Linked DNA regions of Pan troglodytes: region 2 is linked to region 1. Evidence: chromatin contacts called from public HiChIP or PLAC-seq data. All regions are on one chromosome and are shown on one strand. The core of a region is the stretch at or near the end of the contact, and the rest is flanking DNA. Distances in the headings are between cores, read along the strand shown.

Region 1 (2,793 bases), core at 103-2,602:
AGGAACTCTTAGTAATTCATTTATCTTAATACTTCTAAATTTTGCAAGTTTGTCTAGACTATACTTCTTTTTTTTCCCATTTGAATACCAAAGGATGAAATCTTATTCTAAGTTTTCAAAAGACCTGGAAGGAATCCACTCATAACATATTTTAAAACAAGGAATTGGAATGAGCCCAGGATGAGGGCTCAGACAGCTAAGTTTTGGTCCCAGCATAGTCAGTAACTATCAGGGCAACTTGAAGAGGCCACTTAATCTCAGGTTCTTCTGTAGTGCATTGTACCTTCCCTCCCCAGAGTCCAGAGTTCTATCAAAGGTAATATGAATGGGTATTTGGAAAGTGCACTAAACCTCACACGGATGTAAGATCCTTTCATGAGTTCCTTCAATGATTGAAATGTTTCTTCCTACGTTCACCAGCCACTTCCTAATTCTCAAGTACAATGCACTACTTTCAGTTCTTTATTTACTTGAACTTTGTGTAACAGGTGACATCATGGACAATTCCCTCTTTTTTTCCTTCATTCTCTAGTTTACCTTTTCCTGGTTTATTTCCTATCTTGTGGGTTACTCGTTTTCAGGGTTATTCTTTCTCTGTCCATCTCTCTTAAGCAGATAACATTCCACACTTAGTGTCGGTGAGTTCCAATCAGAATTCTATCCTGGGTTTTGTTTTTTTCCACCTAAGTGCGTCTGGACTTTTGATATCACCTATCCGGGTAATCATTTTAGAAAATAGTGTTGCCTTAATATAGGCAAAGGCTAAGCCGATCTATCTTCTAATTAATTTGGAGAGGGCTTTCTTTCATTTGTAGCAATTGATGCTTTTCATCTAACAATTACAATATATTTGCATATTTATCATTGGAACTGTCTCTGCTTGTTTTAAACCCTGTGAAAACTACGCCCTGCTTTTCAGGAATGCTTAGAATGACTTGTATGTACTAGGAAAACTTGTTTACTAAGTGAGCACCCAGAGATGACTCTTCACTTATTCCTTCATTGTTCTTGCTAGGATTGTGTGCTCGCCTTTGCATTTTTCGATAGAGCTGTGAACGCGATCTACTGCAATTAAAGGTTAGCAAACAAGACAGGCAAGAGCTAATGGGGCGGGGTGAAGACTCGCGTGCAAGAAGGCTGGCTTCACCAGATAAAGAAGACAACTGTCCTCCATTCTGTCCTTTTTTGCACGTAGGCTAAGAGGCGTTCACCATCTCTACGTCAGGCTTCAAAGAACAGCTCCCTTGCAATTTTGCTGATACCCCCATTCCTTAGCTTGGAACCGGAGGGGCGGTGAGGGCCGCTGTCACTCAGCCCCGCGGGCCAATAGAAAAGGGGTGAACCCCGCCTTCTTCCTGAGTTGTGCTGCGGGCATGCGCACTGGGCGTCCCCACGCCACCGCCCATCAGCTGAGAATTGCAGCTGAGGGCTCCGGGGTAGGTGGGTGACGGCGGTCGGAGGTGTAGGAGGGAGCCGTGGAGGTCCAGGTAAGAGGACCCTGGGGAGGGGGGCTCCCTGGCCGGGCGACAGGGAGGCGCGGTGCCCCTGCGGCTGCTGCGCCTTCTTGTTTGTGCGCGTGGTCAGGTGGCCGCCGCCCTGCGCTCTGCAGCAGGCACTCGGGAGGCTGGGAAGGGCGGGACTGCCCCAGCTCCCGGAGCGCCTGCGGCTCCCCACGCCCCCCGGCCGGGTGCAAGGGCGCGGCGCGTTCCGCATTCCGGGTGCGCGCGGCTGTGGTCAGGTGGGCCTACCCAGCCACGCACCCGCCGCGGTCCCCTGGGCAGAGCTCCGGAGGCGCACGGCTGGCGGAGCGCACCCCGGGGAGGGCGCCAGAGCCGGCTGGGGCCCAGCTCAGGAATCCAGACACGACCAAATGACCTCTTCCTCTTTTCAACTCACGGATTGAAAAACACATTAAACTTCCCGAATATAGAGGAACTGAAAAATGTATGGCTGTAGCAGGCGAACCGTGTATGTTTGTTTATTCAGAGGCGCGTAGTATTGTTTTTTTAATTTGGCTTGATGACTTTAACATACTTTGACATTCTTTTAGTATACACCTTTAATTAATTTACATAAAAACCTTTAAACATACATAAAATATTTCTAGTATTTCCTCCACCTTGTTTTCTAGTTAGTTTCTTTAAATTCAGACAAAGAAAAAAAGTTGCATTTCTGATCAAATGCTGTGTGTTTTTTCCCACAAATTTCTTACATTTGTTTGGCTCTTATCTGTATACGTTAATTTTTGTTTACCTCAGATCGTTGTATTCTGACTATAATTATATATAATATATAAAACTTGCCCAGAATCTGGAAGAAAAGAAAGTAATTATGAAATGCTGTGCTATTTAACAATGTTGGAAGTGGACATTTCTTCTGCAGGTTCTCTGAGCACACCTGGGCAGAGGCTGATAACGGTGTTTTAAACTGTGTTTTGTGTTGTGGACAGGCCTTATAGGCTACTTTGAGAAGTTGGCCTCAGACTCGTGACTAGTTAAGAATTATGCTCTTAACTTCACAGTTTCTGTAGAGGTTAATATGATACCATATTAACTCATTAACATCATAATTTTTCCTCAGATATGTTACTTATGTTGCTCTTGATAACAAAATCAATCCTCATTTTGATTATGACCCCAAACTTTAAGTGCTGATGATTGAAAAGTAAATTATAGAAAATATTCACAGTAAGTCTGAGTGAAGTTTGCTGTGATTCCATTTAATTTGCAAGTTTCATGTGTGAAAGTGTGAAAAAAACAATCCTCGGTGTTGTGAACTACAACCAAGTAGTAC
Region 2 (2,793 bases), core at 190-2,689, 290 kb before region 1:
GGGAGTTTTTACATAACCTTCAAGAACCAAGGTAACATCACTTCCTCAGGAAGTCATCCAGGACCCATTTGCCAAAGTAAATGGTTCTTCCAATATGTTTGTATACAACCGATTGCATTATAGTAGATTATTAATTAGTGTGAATTTCATCTGCTAGAAGGTGTGCTACTTGAGGGCAGAGTCTGGATGGGGCTCATTCCTTTTTAAATTCATAATGCCTGGCACAAAGTGGTAACTCAGTCTTTTGTTTTGCTTTGGCTTCAAAACAAGAATTTCCCAGTCCTTAAACTTTATTTATTTATTTGAGACAGAGTTTCGCTTTTTCACCCAGGCTGGAATGAGGTGGCACAGTAATTACAAACTTACTATCAGCCATCCTGTGTATTTGAACTGACCTTGTACAGTGGATCTGAGGCAGATTCTCAGTCGATAAAGCTACCCTCACACAATTCTTTTGGATCTTGGCTCACTGTAACCTCCGCCTCCCAGGTTCAAACGATTCTCCTGCCTCAGCCTCCCTAGTAGCTGGGATTACAGGTGCCTGCCACCACGCCCGGCTAATTTTTTTGTATTTTTATAGTAGAGACAGGGTTTCACCATGTTGGCCAGGCTGGTCTAGAACTCCTGACCTCAGGTGAGCTGCCCACCTCGGCCTCCCAAACTGCTGGGATTACAGGCATGAGCCACCGTGCCCAGCCAGTCCTCGAGCTTTAACACTTCCCAAATAGTAAATACGGTGAAAATAAGTGAAACCTATTTTTTATGCAAGAAAACTGTGAGTGTGAGAGTAAGGTAGCAGCCATCATGTTCATGTGCTAGCTACTAACACACTTTATCGCCAATGCTCACAGCCGCCCTACGAGATAAACATTATAATCTCAGTTGTACAGGTAGAGAAACTGACCTTGTCATCCAAAGTTACACACAACCAGCAAGTGCCCTGGCTTGAATCCCTGGCACCTGCCTCCAGAGGTCGCACTCCTAGCCACTTCACCATGCTTCCTCGATATTTATTAGTATTCTTGCAAATATTTTTCGACTCCAGGTGCTTCACATAGGTTAATTCATTTCCGGTTCAATAGTGTCTGGCTTCAGTAATTACGAACACTACCGCATTTACCCACTGTGAAAAATAATTCACTCTTTCAAAGTTCCTGTATAACCTAATTTTCTAATTCACTTTTGTGTCTTTCAGTTGAGGTACTCCCTACCTTTTCTGTGTCTACATAAGCTTCCTTTCTTTCGTTTCGTAGGAATAAACTGAACTTATTTTAAGATCGAGGGGGGTACAGCTGTATGGAATATAGACTCATCTTTTTTCACTCTCTGTCACAGAATGAAAAAGGACACCATGATATAGCAGCTGAGGTGGTGGATTAAGATAATGGGGGGGGCAAAAAAAAAAAAAAAAAAGGAGCCTTGCTCCACCCCTGCCCCGCCCCCGGCCGCCTCCCCGGGACTCAGAGTCCTGGAAGGCTTTGCGGAGCTCCGGGCCGGGAGGATCGCTGCCCGCAGGGAGTCGGGGATGCCAGGTTCCAGCTGAGCAGCGGCCGCCCGCCAGAGTGCCAGTGGCTCCTTGGAGATCGAGTCCAAGGACGTGGCTTGAAGCCGGGAGCTGGGGCGCCGGAGTCCACGCACCGGGGATGGAGGCGCTGGGTGACCTGGAGGGACCACGCGCACCAGGAGGTGACCATGAATTGCGTGGCCGGGAGCCCGGAGACCAGCGGCGGCTTCCGGCGTGTCTCTTTAGCAACGATTGAATTGCTTATAGCTTGATCTGTTTCCGAGAGACTGGAAAAGGCTGGGGCCTGATCGTGGGGTTCGGGCCAGCGTTTCTTTTCTCTCTGGACGGGGTAGAGTTCCAGGATTGGATATGTGTCACGGTTTCTAATGACTTTCTAACCTATACCTCTGCTTTTAAGTACTGTGTGTTTAATGCATTCAAATAAGTATGCCATTAGGCAAATGTAAAACGTTACCTTTCAAGTACCCATTGTTGTTGCCTTTCTTTTTAACTTTCATTTCCCTTTCTTATCTACTACAAACATTTTACAAAGATTCCTAAGACTTCCTCATGTTGCACTGATTTTTTTTTCCCTTCTGGACTGCAATGGCAACCTCTGACAAATAGAGCAAAGCAAATGTGTTTTTCTTAAGTTTTTCCTAAAAACAATTTAATTTATAAATGGCTGATGGATTTGCTTGGATATTTGGAACTCAGTAATTGATTTCGTGTTTTTAAATGACAATTTAGCCCTGGAAATAAGTGTTAAATTAACTGATGTAAAAGACCAGTAATTAGGGTAAAAAAAAAAAGTATTTATGAATTTGTGGGACTTGTCTATCCAGAAGCGTACCGTTGTAAATATTAATTCACCAGCTGAATGATTTAGCTTGTTTTCTCCTACTTACACTTCATTTGACTTCAATACTGCCTTAGAAATCTTTTTTGTTTGTTTTTTGTTTTTGTTTGTTTGTTTTGTTTTGCTTTTTTGAGACGGAGTCTCTCTCTGTAGCCCAGGCTGGAGTGCAACGGTGCGATCTCGGCTCACTGCAAGCTCCGCCTCCCGGGTTCAGGCCATTCTCCTGCCTCAGCCTCCCGAGTAGCTGGGATACAGGCGCCCGCCACCACGCCCGGCTAATTTTTTGTATTTTTAGTAGAGACGGGGTTTCACCGTGTTAGCCAGGATGGTCTCGATCTCCTGACCTCGTGATCCGCCTGCCTCGGCCTCCCAAAGTGCTGGGATTACAGGCGTGAGCCACCGCGCCCAGCCGAAAGCAGTACGTTTTCAA

Evidence for each region. HiChIP or PLAC-seq counts read pairs in DNA pulled down with a chosen protein or histone mark.
Region 2: a contact with region 1 is called in an H3K4me3 HiChIP or PLAC-seq map of stem cell-derived excitatory neurons, with 4 times the contacts expected there. The contact joins the promoter of SLC18B1 here to the promoter of STX7 in region 1.

What each region holds. Positions count from the first base shown.
Region 1 is chr5:144,388,986-144,391,778 of NHGRI_mPanTro3-v2.0_pri, reverse strand. STX7 (syntaxin 7) reads left to right here and starts at 1,352. Exons shown (of 10, transcript XM_518745.8): 1 at 1,352-1,487.
Region 2 is chr5:144,674,737-144,677,529 of NHGRI_mPanTro3-v2.0_pri, reverse strand. SLC18B1 (solute carrier family 18 member B1) reads left to right here and starts at 1,439. Exons shown (of 14, transcript XR_681018.3): 1 at 1,439-1,686.